Linked DNA regions of Mus musculus: regions 1, 3, 4 and 5 are each linked to region 2. A link is a contact called in public HiChIP or PLAC-seq and promoter capture Hi-C data. All regions are on one chromosome and are shown on one strand. Each heading gives the region's core, a stretch centred on a gene start, on an enhancer-like site or on the middle of the called end of the contact. The rest is flanking DNA. Distances are from core to core; before and after follow the strand shown.

Region 1 (2,700 bases), core at 16-2,515, 300 kb after region 2:
CCCAAGTGCTGGGATTAAAGGCGTGCGCCACCACTGCCCAGCACATATACACACTCTTACACACTCGTGCAGACAGACGCACAGAGACATACATACGTACACACCCATGCACAGACACACACAGACACATGCACACACAGAGACACATGCATACACACACAGCCGGGCCATCCTCTCTGGCACGATCACCCTCTGTGCTGTGTAAATGGAACTGATGTTCTCTGAAGAGGCTACATTTGTCTTTGAGGATCTGCAGCTCTCTTGACCTTGGCTGTGTAGAACATGACACTTCCAGAGAGATGAAGGGTGTAGGTCACGAGTGCATCATCCCAGTTGTCTTCAGTCTCCCGTAGTAACCATTTTCGATCCACCTCTTGTATGACCTGACATCCTCTTGACTTTTAGAAGACATTCTTGACACACAAGGATGCAGCTTCCATCAACCCTTAAGCTAAGACTTTGATTCGATAGGTTTTTGAAAGCAGGGAGCTGTGCTTGCCTGCAGCCTTCAGGAAGCCAATGCTTCGGCCTGGCACTTTATAAAGCAGGAATCGACACACACACCTGCAATCTCATCTTGGAAGGTGGAGGCAGGAGGATCAGAAATTCTACAGCATCTTTGGTCACACGGAGCGTGTAAGGCTAGTCTGGATTATGTCTCAAAACCAGGGAACCAGTCATGGTTGCCCGGGACTTTAATCCGGGCACTCAGAGGCAGGTGGATTTCTGTGAGTTCAGCTCAGCATTTCCTTCAGCTGCTATGGTTTGTCTACCTGAAGGCACGGCCAATGCATTCTAGTTTTGCTTTGGGACAGGGTTTCATGTATCTCAGGCTGGTTTAGAACTCACGACCCAGGTGAGGGTGACCTTGAACTGATCCTTCGGTTTTCTGAGCAATAGCATGGCAGGCACGCCCACATGCAGTGCTGGGGACTGAACCTCTGGCTTTGTGTACTAGGTGAGCGGTTGAGCCACATCCCACTCCCCCATCCCCCACCCCCTCTATAATGTGCAATGATTCACGACTTGCCTTTTGTCCTGTGACTATACAGGCCAACGTCACCTTCCCAAGTGTCATTTCCCAGTCCTTTGCACTAACTTGAACTTGAACCTACTACTGGTCCAGAGAATGGAATCTGTGGCTCGGGGTGGGGTGGAGGCGGGTCATTCACTTTCCCTAAGGGCCATTCCTAGGACAGTGGGGTCCTGGGAAGAGACAGGCAGAAGGAATTACTGAGATACTATGGTCTCCTCCCAGAAGCCCTGTCCCTAGTGGGGAAGCCCATTTATTGCAGCCACTTAATCTGGTAAATTTGTTTATTTAGCAAGCGTAAGTTTATCCTTTCTCCTATCTCTTTTTTAAGCCAGGTTTTGGGGGTTCCCTCTGACATTCCGGCCTTCCTTACACTTTCTCCAAAGCCTCCCTTGGCACCATGTGGCCGCTTGCTAGCCACGTGTCTGACTTCCGTCCCAGCTTAAATGGCATGGTCCCAGTTCCCTTTCTGTGCTCTCCTCCTCTGGGCAGCTGCGGAGGTTTACAGCCTGCCCGCCCTGGGGGTTTTCTTTTAGACTCTAATAAAATTGTCCTTGTGTCTCCAATTGAGTTCATTCTTAAATCCGTTTATTAATGAAGCTAGGAACCCCAGGAGGGACCCCCTCAGTTTCCCCAGATCAGTTTGGGCAGAGCTGCTGTTTGACATGAGCAACCGCAGCTGGCTCAGCGCTAGCCCCGGGGGGGGGGGCCCCCACCTCACAGATGTCAGCAGTTCCTCCTTCCTTTCAGCTGGAAAACCCGAAAATATCTCCTGACATTGACAGATGTTCTGTGGGGGGCAATCACAGCCCCCCTCCCTTCCTGATGGAGAACCACGAAACGGCTGGAAAAAATGACCTTCCACTGTGGTACAGGAGCTGGCGCTCCGGCTGGGGCCCCTCTGGGGGTCAGAACCAGATGTTCTGCTTTGATCCTGACAATCTAACAGACTGTGTGGCCATGTGTTTCCTATCTGCTGGGGGCCCAGAGACCTCATTGTTCTGGGGCGGGGCCTGAAGTCTGTGGGAATTACCAGGCTCCCTGTGGGACGGTAGAGGGAAGAACATGTCAGTGATGTCTTGGTTAATGAAGAAACATGCCATTCTGTGAAAGGGGAAAAAAAAGAGAGAGAGAGACAAGTTGGTATTAGGGGTGCGTGCCGGTGGTGGTCCCTCCTCTTGGGAGGTGGAGGCAGGGGGATTTCAAGTTGAAGACTAGCCTGGGCTACCTATTGAGACCTTGACTCAAATAAGTAGGTAAATCAGCAAGGTGTTAGTGAGCTCAGCAGTCAGGGACAAGGACACGCACTGCTGCTGTCCCTGGGGGGTGGGGGTGGGGTAGCTCACAATGATCTGATCTGTGCAGCCAGATCCAGGGAGTTGACACGTCTGGCCTCTGTGGGGACATGCACGGACTAAAGCGTCTGCCTCCTGCTCGAGATCTGATTCTAGGCACCCACGGAGGAGCCCGCTGAGCCTTTAGGCTTAGCATTGGAGAGACAAGAGACTGGGGATCCCTGGAGCTCCCTGAAGAGATGGACTCTGTGTTCAGTGAGAGAACGTGTCTCAAAAAGTAAGAGGAGGGGCTGGTGAGATGGCTCAGTGGGTAAGAGCACCCGACTGCTCTTCCAAAGGTCCAGAGTTCAAATCCCAGCAACCACATGGTGG
Region 2 (2,700 bases), core at 191-2,690:
GGCTGGAGAGTTACCTCAGCAGTTAAGAGTACAGTCAGCTCTCCTAGAGGACATGAGTTTGCTTTTCAGCATTCACAACCTTCTGTAATCCCCTCAAAGCCACACACACACATACACACACAAACATTTTAAAAACAAATCTTTAAAAGATTAAATAATATAATGCAAAGATTGCACCGGGTGTGGTGGCACATGCCTTTAATCCCAGCACTGGGGAGGCAGAGGCAGGCGGATTTCTGAGTTCGAGGCCAGCCTGGTCTACAAAGTGAGTTCCAGAACAGCCAGGGCTACAGAGAGAAACCCTATCTCAAAAAACAAAACAACAACAACAACAACAACAACAAAATTACAATATAGCTCCAGTAGAGCAAAAGGTCCAGGTTTGACACCCTTCTCAGCACTCAGCCAGAAACCCAAACACAAAGCCCAAGAAAAGGCAGGCCAAGAATGAAAGACCAACATAAAGACACGCATGGCAGAGACGAGGCTTGAGCCCAGTTCCCAGCCCTGGGGCAGCCACACCAGCACCGTAGAGCTGAGGGGTGGGAGTCAAAGCCATTTGGGAACCTCTTATTTCCTGCGGAAGACCCAGCTTCCGGCTGCTAATCTATCAGTGGCCCAGGGCACCAGCATCTACTTCTGGTGGCTCCCCCATGGCCATGAGCTCATGGCTTCCCTCAAGCTGGGAGGGTGTGCGCCTAGGAGGTCTTTATGTAGATTCTAGGTGCTATGCTAGACGCTAGAGACTTTGCTCAAGTGCAGAGTCAGGGGTCTGGTGCATAAGGGGAAGACGTTGTTCTTATCACAAGTTGAATTGTAGCCCCCTATTGTTTTCCATTCCTCACCTAAGACACTGTCGGATGGAAGTTGGGGACTGGGCTAGACAGAGACATGCTAGCACCCGGAGGTTAGCAGACCATCTGCATCTGGTGGGATTTTGGTTTCAGCCTAAGACACTCATTCTGGCATGGGGGGGGGGCATGCAGGATATGGTCCTTGGATGTGGCCACTGGCAAGCTTTCTGTGTAGGTCAGGAGTGCATTTGTGCCTCGGCAGAGAGCTGGCTTCCCTAATCCTGTTCATGTAGCACATATGGGTGCTGCACAGAGGACCCACGGCGGTGCACCGCGTCCATCACTGGGACCTGTCACTCAGGGTCGAATGCATTCAGAGGGGATGGGGAGGGCAGGAACCCCCGGCCCTAGGGTGAGCGCAGCGGCAACCTAAATCTGTCTCTGGGGGCCTGGGGATGAGACCCGAAGGGAGGGCCGGGCCGCCGCTCACCTGCGCTCATTTCGGCTCCTCGCGCTCATCGCCGGCCGCTGTGGCCCGCGGCCTGGGCTCGGCGTGCGAGGCCCCGGGGCACGGTCGGGGGGCGCCGGTTGCGGCGATCCGCGGAGGGGCCGGGCTGGGCAGCACCTGCAAGACGCGACGGCGACTGGAACTGTGCCGCAGTCTGCGGCCGTCAAGCCCCGCCCCTCCACGGCGCCTGCGTCCGTCGCTGCCGCGCGGGCTGCCGGGACTTGTAGTTCCCAGTCTGGCCTCTGTCCGGAGCTCGCTGAGATCTTGATGCTGTGGGCAGCGTGGGTGGAGGCGCGAGTCGGGGGATGGGGAGAGGAGGGAAGAGATGGGAAGCAAGGGAATGTGGACGGGACAGTCCCCAGACAAAAGAGATAGACGGAAAAGGACAGGCTGCGAGACAGGTAGGCAGACATACAGGCAGACAGAGGGCGATGCTGGGAAGACACAAGTGGACCGGCTTGACAGAAAGGGGCGGGGGGGGGGGCACCAGGCAGACAACAGACAAAGAGGTAGAGAGGTGACAGACAAACAAACAGAAAGGAACGTTGGGACACCCCATTGGAACAGCCTCCATATAGAACAACAATAATACAGGAAACAGGCGGACAGACAAACATCAAATAGGCAGGCAGAGTGGGAGGGAGAGGTTGGAAGACACAGGTGGGACAGTCTCCAGACAGAACAGACAAACGGAAAACCGATATGCTGGGAGACAGGACAGACAAAAAGACAGGCACACGGATAGGCTGCTGGCAGACAAACAGGGGGGCCATACTGGGAGACAGAGGTGGAAGAGGAGAAAGTGTCCTGTCCGCGACCACAGCCTCAGGCGCACCCCTCAGCACTGCACCTTACGCGTGCAGGTTCAAGCCTGCCCCTGTCTCTTCCAGGCTGTGTGACTGTAGATGTGTAAGCTAACCTCCCTGGGTCTCCTTTTCTTCAAAACAAAACAAAACAGCACTATTAATTCTAATTGTGTGTGTGTGTGTGTGTGTGTGTGTGTGTGTGTGTGTGTGTGTGTGTGTGTGTGTGGTGGTGGTGGTGGTGCATGTATGCACAATAGCACATCAGAGAACAGTCTTCAAGAGTCAGTCATATTCTTTCTGTGGGTGCCTAGGAATTGACCTTAAGTCCCCAGCAAACACCTTTACCCCCTGAGCCATATTACTGGGTTTGGACCTATTTTTTTTTTTTAAATTTTATTTCTTTTCACGTGCCTTGGTGTTTGACTGCATGCGTGTCTGTGTGAGGGTGTTGGATCCTCTGGAACTGGCGTTACAGGCAGCTATGAGCTGCCATGTGGGTGCTGGGAATTGAACCCAGGATCTTTGGAAGAGCCACTCATGCTCTTTTTTTTTTTTTTTTTTTGGTTTTTCGATACAGGGTTTCTCTGTATCT
Region 3 (2,740 bases), core at 239-2,738, 320 kb after region 2:
CACCATCATCACCACTATCACCATCATCACCACTATCACCATCATCATCACCACCACCATCATCATCACCATCATCACCACTATCACCATCATCATCATCACCATCATCATCACCACCATCACCACTATCAGCATCATCACCACTATCACCATCATCACCATCATCACCACTACCACTATCATCACCAACATCAGAGTCACCATTGTCAGGTTTTCTTCCTAACAGGCCAGTGTAACTCCCTGGGGCTACTGGGAACTGCAGTCTCTGTCAGGACTCAGCTAGGCTTCGGTGTCTACAGAACCCCTGGAAAGAGAGGAGGAGGATCAAATGCATGTTTTTCTGTTCGCTTTGCGTTTTAGTGACAGCGTCTCCACAAGTGGAACTTACCATGCAGCCTAGGGCTGGCTTCTGACTCCCAGAGATCTTCCTGCCTCAGTATCCCCAAGGCTGCGATGATAAGTGATCACATTCAGATACATGTATATTTATTTTAGGCAAGCAAGGGCAGGCCAGATGTAGCCCTAGGATTGCAGTTGCCTGTCCCTGATCTAACACCTCAGGCTCTGGAGTCTCGGTGGAGGGCACAGAACTGCTTTGGTCTTTTACTATGAGCTCAGTCATGCTCACCGCCATGGATCTGCATGGATTTGGTGCGAGAGGGTGGGGCTACCTTTGTGTCTCCAGCTGGGCTTTCCTGGGGCTCAAGGAGTAGGCGGAGCAACTGTGATCAATGGACTTTCCTGATGTTCAGATGCCTGTGTTCTTGACGAGCAAGCGAGATGTTGGTCAAATCTGTGCTCATCCACACCGACAGCGAGGAAGATGACTTTGGCAAAGCCATTCCCCTATCCTGCATCACCAAAGACACACTCTGTGACCTGAGCTGCTGTCCCTAGGAGCCAGAAGCCCGTGGTGGTGACCCTGTTCCTAGTGCTATCATTCAGAGGCTATTATTATTACTATTATTATGCCTGCAGTTTAACAAGCAGATAACTGAGACTCAGAGAGACCAGACCGCTTGTCTGAGGCCACACAGCTGTCACTTAGCTGTCCTGGAGAAGATCTTTCCTCCTGGCCCTTCCCATCTTACCTGGTTAAAGGATCTAGATCATATAGGGCCCCACCCATCCCGGAGTCCTGTCTTGAGCCCCATCCTACCAGGGGACAGCAGATCCCCTGGGCTCAGCACTCCTTGAAAACCCATCTTTGTTTTTTTTTTTTTTTTTTTTTTTTCTCCTTTCTACCCTGGCTAACTCCCTGGGCCTCCCGGGCTGGGCTGAGGGATATATGCCCAGCCAGGTTGGGACTGACTCAGCCTAACCCTTCCTGGTGGTAGAGGCCAGGGCCCCCTCCAGTCCTCCAGTCTTCCGCCTTCACCCTCTGCCCGCCTCCGTGTCCAATGCACCGGCCCAGCAGGTCTGGCGGGTTAATGACTCATACAGCTGGGTTGTCAGCAAGCCCAGCCAAGCCTGGCTCAGGAGCCCGAGTGTGTCAGACCTGAGGCTCCTGCTCAGTCCACCAGCAGCTTCCCCACCAGATGCTTGCCCGCTGGTGGCGCCTGCCCCGGTCACTGGCATCTTCTCCCCTGAGGACCACAGTTGGACTGTGCGCAATCCAGGTCGGTCAGTCTCTCCCAGTTAAGCCCTCTTCGTTCTTTGCAGAGTTGGAAGAGGTTCTTTGAATGTGATGGAGGTAGTGAGGGTCTCCTGCGTTGACACCTTTGGGCTCTGGGGTTCCCGGCTCTCCCTGAGATGACAAGGAGGCTTGGGGGCTAACGAGGACGATGTGGGAGGAGGGACATGGAAGGATCCAGGAGCACAGGTGTGTGGTGGGAGTTCCCTACCCTATTTTTAGGCTTACGGAGGTTGAGAAGGCTTTCTGTGGCTTCAGAATATCGTTATAGTTGGAAAATTGAGGCTCCGAACCCCCGGAGAATGCTGAGGTGGCACAGTGGCTGGACACTAGTGATCCACTCTCGGTCTTCCTTGCTGCTCCATGGCTGCCTGCTTGTTTCTCCCGTGTTCATACCCTGGTGGCCTCCTCTGCCAGTCCTGTCCCTTCCCATCCCTGCCTTTCCCATCTAAAGGGAGGGACTACAGTTTATACAGCTTCCTTGGCAGAGATTGTACCCGTTTGTGGTTGGGTGGCATTTTAAAGGTCACTAGGCAGCCTTGCCCTGCGTCTCTGACAGGTTGCTTTTTAGCCATAGCTTGACTGCCTCTGGTGATGGACGGCTCACTGGTTTCAAAGGATCTATTTCATTGTTTGGTCAACATCTGGCCAATGATAACATAATGAACTCAACTGGGTCCCCGTTTCATGCTTTCATTTGGCTAGCACAGTGCAGTGCCTGTGTGACGAGCTTAATCTTTCAGTAACCCCAATGAGTCCGTGCTATTCTGATCACAGGCCTAGAGGGGCGAAGTAGCCCCTCTCATGGATGGAGAAAAGGGGAGCTGGGGTTTAAGGAGGAGGCAGGGTGGGCGTGGCAGAGGACAAGAGGAGCCTCGATCCTAAGTCAGCTTCTTCTTTCCCATTATTACCATGTCCCCCGCCTCCTCTTGCTTTCTGTGGAGGGACTCTGGTGATCAATGAGGCAGCGTCTCACCAAGGTACTTGACAGTTTACAAAGTTATCTATGTTACTGGCCCCCTAGGGCACTCACAACAGCCTGGCTAACTGGACAGGGCGGGAACAACCACCCCCGTGGTGGTGACTGACCCTGTAGTTATGGGACCA
Region 4 (2,700 bases), core at 121-2,620, 260 kb before region 2:
GTGCCAGGTGGTCCAGCCAAGTGAGGCTGGAGGGTTGCAGGTGGCCCACAGTCCATTCCTTCTTTACTCTGTCACCCTCCTGGGCCTGCAGGAGAGAAGGTGTCAGACCCAGATATAGTACGACAGGGAGGGACAGTGAGCCACCATGTCCTGGAGGCCCGCACAGACCCTCATGCACACATGTGCACAGGACACAGATACACTCACATGTCTGTTTAATAAACGCCAGTAGGAATCACCAGCACTTAGCAGATGAGGAAGCACCCACATAGCATCTCATTTAATCTCCATCGACTGACTTAAGGAACTGACGCCTGTAGGTGAGAGAGCCAAATGGCAGAGCCAGGATTCTCACACAGGTGTCACGGCTTCCAAAGCTGCGTTCTTAGCCACCTAGGAAATTCTCTCACATGTGGACATGTGACCAGACATACAGATAACATACACTGTCACACGAATTCATGCTCCAGCACACAGACCCACATTTTCTTCTGGCAAACATAGTTTCACAGATAACTTGAAACATGTCAAACTCCAGTACCCGGTATACAGTCACCAGTCACATCCTTTTTGTTTTTTTTGGTTTGGTTTAGTTTGTTACACAAGCTTAGATTTTTCTCTTACTCTCTCTCTCTCTCTCTCTCTCTCTCGCTCTCTCTCTCTCTCTCTCTCACACACACACACACACACACACACACACAAGTTCCAGGCATGTACGCACATTCCAGGATGCAGATACACACAGCCCCCAATGTCTCATTCTGAAGTTATCCAACCCCTTCCATACCCAGACTTGAGGCCCTTCACGCTGAGTGATGCCTACAGCCTTGCCAAGCTGGCTGGGAGGGTCACAGACTGGCAGGAGGGCCACCACCCAGATTAGTCCCTCCCAGGAAAGAGCAGAGAGATGCCCAATCCCCAGTTTGGGGTGACTGAGGGGTTTATCCCCATTCCAGCTCCCAGACACTGGATCAAGCCAGGCAGAATGGGCCGTTTCTGGGCAGGACGCCATCCCTGGGCAGTGTGCCAGCACCCCAGGGCGGGATGGTGAGCCCAGTGGTCCAAGACCCTCAAACCTCTGCCCTGGGCCCTCTGTGGCCTCTCTCTTGCCCCTCACCTCTTCAGCTGAAGCTGCTGCCGCCTGCCTGCTCCGGCAGGGAAGCCCTGTCTCTGCCCAGCTGGCTGGGGGAGATCCCACCCAGACAAAGAGTTTGATTCATCAAACCCTGTGGTGAGGCAAAGAGAGGGAGGGAGCAGGCAGCGGGCTGGGGCTGGGCGGGGGCCTACACTTGCCTGGTTGCGCTGTGGGCAGTCTGGGCAGCGAGGACCCCTGCAGAGGCCCCTTGGCCAAAGGGGCAGTGCCCAGTCTGGCAGAAATAAGAGGGAGACCCAGAGAAATGGCGGCCTTAGAGACAACAGCTCAGGAACTGGCTCTGGAGACTCTGAAGAAGAGAAACCACAGAGGGTGAGACCCTTGAGGCCCCGGGGACAGGCTGAGGCTGAGACACCTCAAATCTCAGACTGGTCCAGATTCCCAGGCAGATGAGAAGTCCCGAAAACAAACAAACAAACAAACACAGGGAGACTGACTGGGGTGAAGAAATAATAGCTCAGTGGGGTTGCCTGGTGGAAGAGCCGAAACAAAAGCTGTTAGAATCTGAGTTGGCATGAAGCAAACCACAGGCACTAACACAGAAGGGGGCTGGGCCCAGTCCAGTCTCAGTATGCCAGGAAGGCTTCCTGGAGGAGATCCCAGCTTACTGTTGCAAGGTTCAAACCCTCAAGGACTCAGTACAAAAAGATGGAGCATTGACCCCAGGCCGGAACCAGCAACATCAGGGTGCGTCTGGTATATGAGAGTTGGGGCTCCCCACTGTACCCCAGCTTCTTCTCTCAGTTTGGGGGGGATTGAGGGAGAGGCTGGCTGTTTCTCAGGGGCTCTCTCCCAAAAAACTGCTGTACCTCACTCCCTTGTTTAGCCCTTGTCCCTTAGGTCTATAAGTACTAATCTGGGTAGCTCACTCAACCTAAAGTAGGAGAGTTGGTACCCACTTCCTGATGCTAATACAAGAATTAACAGCAATGCCTCAGGTACAGGGCACTGTGAGCCTTGTCTCTGGTAGGCGGTCCCCTGAGTGTCATCTCACTTTTTGGTGGAGGATGCCTTGGGCCAGCAGCCAGTAGTAGGAGCAAGCAGAAGGGGGGCAGAGTCAGCTCCTGTCCAGCACACAGGTCTCTTTTAGGTGTAAGTGCATACTCGGGCCTAGAATCCCCCCTCCACGCCCCCCGGAGAACAACTCCTGTCCACCATGATTTATGAAGTTAAATAAGCAAAACATCAGATCTTAAGGCAGAAGCATCTTCAGACCTCAGAGGAGAAGGCTGAAGGAGGAGCTAAGGGCTTTCAGGAAGACAGGATAAAGAGATGTGTCAGGGGTGGGCAAGCTGGTCTGCTTCCACAGTGCTCAGGCCTGGAAAGGTCATGGCTAGACAGGGGTTCCAAGCCAAGCAGAGTGTCAGGAAGAGGACATGGGAGTTGCCTGTCAAGCTGGGGCGCCAGCCCAGTAGCTTCTCAGGATGCAGACCACCCAACGCTGATGTTAGTGATTTAGGTCCAGAGCTGGGTTTAATACTGGGTAGCACTTCTCTGATGATAATATAAAAATGAAAGTCTCAGGGACTTCAGGTGGCTGGGTACCC
Region 5 (2,745 bases), core at 221-2,720, 290 kb after region 2:
GACCCGAGGCAGACAAAGCCCAGCGCCGCTCCGCGGGGGGTCGCGGGTGGGAGGGGAGCCCCGGGGTGGGGAGGGCCTCCGAGGAGCATGCGCGCTCACGGCCGCGCCGCGCGGGCCCCCACCATGCCCCGCGCGCACCGGCCGGGCCGACCGCGCCGGGCTAACACGGAGCATGCGCGCCGCGCGCCAGGCCCCGCCCCCCCGGGGCGCCCGAGCCGCAGCGGCGGGAACCTCAAAGCCCCGGCGCGAGCCGGCTGCTCCCCGCGGACTGCCCTCCCCCCTCGGGGGGAGGAAGAGACGCGGGGGTGGGGGGGAGGAGGGGGGTGGACGCACGGGGGGGAAGGAGGGACTGACAGCCCCCGCGTGGCCGCGCACACCCGGTCCCCCCCCTCCCCCGGCCCGGGACTGGCTCCCCGGAGTTCCCCCGCGCGGCGTGGGGGAGGGGCGGGGCGTGACCCCACGGCGCCCCTCCCCCCCAAAACCGCCAACCGCCCCCGCCCCACTCACGACGCGCTCCTTCGTGTGCTCGGGCTCCGTGATGATCGCGGCCGCGCCGGCCGCCTTGCCCGCCGTCGCCGGCCTGGCTGTGCGCTTGCCGCCGCCGGGGGCCCCGTCCAGCTCCGGGCCGTCCTCGTCGCCGCTGCTGCCGCCGCCGCTGCTGCTGCTGCAGCGCTCGGGCCGCTCGCGCTTCCTGCCCGCGGGGCCGCCGCGTCGCCGGGGCCCCGCGCGCGCCGTGCCGTTGCCCGAACTCGGCTCCTCCCAGGCCGCCCCCTTCTTCCTGGGCATGGTCGCCGGGCTGCGGGAGACACACGGGGCGCACAATGCACACGGGGCGGGCTGCGGGGCGGGGGAGGGGACGCGCGGCGCGGCGTGGGCCGCCCCACCTGCTGCTCCCTCGCCCCTCCCCACGCCGCGCGCCACGCGGGGACCCCCCCCTGTACCCCGGCCGGGCCCCAAGCACCTGCGAGCACGCGCGAAAAGAGGAACTTTCGTGGGGCCCCAGCCCGGCCCCCGCGGCCCGGCGCTCGCCCCGTCTGCTTTTTTTTTTTTTTTTTTTTTTTATTGATTTTGAACAATGGGATCTCTGTCTGTCTCCGATTAAACCACGTGGATCCGCCTTCCTTCCCCTTCTTATTCATTCCGTCCCCCAACCCCCCCTTCCCCAGCGTCTTTTTTTTTTTTTTTAACCTTTCTCGGGGGGGAAGGGGGAGGGAGAGGAGAAAAAAAAAGAGGAAAAAAAAAAAACTTTCCCAGACCCTGCAAACTGGTCCCAGACGGTTTCCAGCCCCTACCTGGTTGGAGTGATGAGAAACGAGGAGGGAAGCGACTGAAAGACGGGGTCGAAGGCTTCTTCTCTCCCCGGCCGGGACGAGGGCTCCAGCCCACTCACCAGATACACTTAAAATGTAAATACGAGCTTCCAGAACAAATGCTACAACACAAAACAGAAACACATGTGCGGCCGGGCGGCAAGCGAGCGCGCGCGCGGCGGGCGGCGAGGGGCCCCGGGTGCGCGCGCCCCCTACCGGCCGGAGGACCCCACCGCCCAGCCGGGCCGCCCACCCGAGCCTGCGTCCCGGACGCCCGGCGCCACGCCGCAGGCCCCGCTGGGCCCCGCCGCTTGCGCGCTCCGCACGCCCTTGCACGCAGCGCGGCCTGCGCGTCACAAGGCGTCTTCGGGGCTCGGGAGAGTGTCAGATTCTCTTGTTTTTTCCCCCTGAGCGTCTAGACAGGTCACCTGAGGACACTCGCTGGAAAATAGTTGCTTTGCTCACGCAGCAGCCAGCGAGGGACGTGCCCTAATTGAGTGATGGGAATGAAAAATGAACACAATTTGAGTAACTTTCTCCTGTGCAGACTCAGGGTAGATTTGATACGTCGTGGATGCGTCCAGAGTGTGCAGCCGGGTGCTGTTAGAATGATCAAGTTACATAAAGGTTTGGTGTAGTATGAAATTAGTAATTAGCTGGGGGACGTACTATGAAATTAGTAATTAGCATAGGTGGACTTGAAAGTACTTGTGATGGGAATTTTCTTCATTTTAAAAACGTATTTACCGCGCCTCAGTACAAGCAAGACTAGATGCAAAGGTGCTAGAAGCTTAGAATACAGACCTGGAGAACAAGATCTCTGCCCAGTTGGAAGGCGAAGTAAGAGGAAAGATTAAGAAATTACTGAAAGCATGGTACTTACCGGGTTCCAGGATCAAGGAAGGCGTTCCCTGGGAGAGCTGAGTTTTAAAATTGTAAAGAATCTGACCTGGCAGAAGTGGGAGAGGAAACCTTTCCCCTACCCCGTGGGACAGTGCAGGGTCTAGGAATCCGGGAAGAGAAGTGGCCAGAGGTGCTGGGGTCAAGGCTGAGGAGTCGACAGGGCCCCCCTCACAGGACCCGACAAGCCACGTGCACGATCGGCTTGGTTGGAACTAGGGGAAGGTTTGCATCTCAGTGTCACTTTCTCTTCTGACAAATGTTTTTCTTTGGGGTTTTGTTTCCGTCTCATGTAGCCCAGGCTGGCCTGAAACTGACCGTGTAGCCCAGGCTGACATTGAACCTGATCCTCCTACTTCTCTCTCTCTCTCTCGAGCGCCCGAGTTAACACTGAAAGTTTCTTTTTTGGCAACTTCCTTGGTTGACTAGAGAGAGTTTCTAGGGTCTTTGCAGTTCGTTCTTAATTACATCAAGAAGCGGGATGGGGGCGGGGGGAGGGTGCACAGGACCAAACGTTTGAAGGCAGGCGGAGAAT

The links. HiChIP or PLAC-seq counts read pairs in DNA pulled down with a chosen protein or histone mark. Capture Hi-C pulls out chosen DNA fragments and counts their contacts.
Region 1: a contact with region 2 is called in an H3K4me3 HiChIP or PLAC-seq map of bone marrow-derived macrophages, with 3 times the contacts expected there. The contact joins the enhancer-like site here to the promoter of Atp13a2 in region 2. A contact is called at or near these places in 5 of 115 datasets of contacts at active chromatin or transcription factors (acute myeloid leukemia, bone marrow-derived macrophages, microglia and 2 more) and 1 of 9 other capture datasets (liver).
Region 3: an HNF4G HiChIP or PLAC-seq map of pancreatic cancer cells shows a contact between it and region 2. The contact joins the promoter of Arhgef10l here to the promoter of Atp13a2 in region 2. A contact is called at or near these places in 2 of 115 datasets of contacts at active chromatin or transcription factors (microglia and pancreatic cancer cells) and 1 of 9 other capture datasets (liver).
Region 4: a promoter capture Hi-C map of pancreatic islet shows a contact between it and region 2. The contact joins the promoter of C630004L07Rik here to the promoter of Atp13a2 in region 2. A contact is called at or near these places in 2 of 115 datasets of contacts at active chromatin or transcription factors (embryonic stem cells and pancreatic cancer cells) and 1 of 9 other capture datasets (pancreatic islet).
Region 5: an H3K4me3 HiChIP or PLAC-seq map of the SCID.adh cell line shows a contact between it and region 2, with 13 read pairs. The contact joins the promoter of Rcc2 here to the promoter of Atp13a2 in region 2. A contact is called at or near these places in 11 of 39 promoter capture datasets (the 3T3-L1 cell line, 3T3-L1-derived adipocytes, the C10 cell line and 8 more), 2 of 484 Hi-C or Micro-C datasets (both in CD8 T cells), 14 of 115 datasets of contacts at active chromatin or transcription factors (the SCID.adh cell line, T-cell acute lymphoblastic leukemia, acute myeloid leukemia and 9 more) and 3 of 9 other capture datasets (adipose tissue, liver and pancreatic islet).

Annotation. Positions count from the first base shown.
Region 1 is chr4:140,683,521-140,686,220 of GRCm38.p6, reverse strand. Gm13025 (a long non-coding RNA gene) reads right to left here. Exons shown (of 3, transcript XR_001784551.2): 3 at 110-2,137. Among named protein-coding and RNA genes, the nearest start is that of Gm13025, 5.1 kb to the right of the region's middle. Within about 2 kb of position 1,265, at least 126 of the 459 cell types and tissues checked have an H3K27ac peak or open chromatin away from gene starts, as enhancers often do. A contact at or near this core is called in acute myeloid leukemia, bone marrow-derived macrophages, microglia and 1 more, where this site is marked.
Region 2 is chr4:140,985,661-140,988,360 of GRCm38.p6, reverse strand. Atp13a2 (ATPase type 13A2) reads right to left here and starts at 1,440. Exons shown (of 29, transcript NM_029097.3): 1 at 1,285-1,440. The coding sequence starts at 1,294.
Region 3 is chr4:140,664,635-140,667,374 of GRCm38.p6, reverse strand. It overlaps Arhgef10l (Rho guanine nucleotide exchange factor (GEF) 10-like), which reads left to right and starts at 1,488. Exons shown (of 29, transcript NM_001290803.1): 1 at 1,488-1,619.
Region 4 is chr4:141,243,560-141,246,259 of GRCm38.p6, reverse strand. C630004L07Rik (RIKEN cDNA C630004L07 gene) reads left to right here and starts at 1,370. Exons shown (of 2, transcript NR_165245.1): 1 at 1,370-1,465. It overlaps Arhgef19 (Rho guanine nucleotide exchange factor (GEF) 19), which reads right to left. Exons shown (of 18, transcript NM_001379647.1): 3 at 1,294-1,442; 4 at 1-85. The coding sequence starts at 56.
Region 5 is chr4:140,700,198-140,702,942 of GRCm38.p6, reverse strand. It overlaps Rcc2 (regulator of chromosome condensation 2), which reads right to left and starts at 1,470. Exons shown (of 13, transcript NM_173867.5): 1 at 1,293-1,470; 2 at 508-796. The coding sequence starts at 786.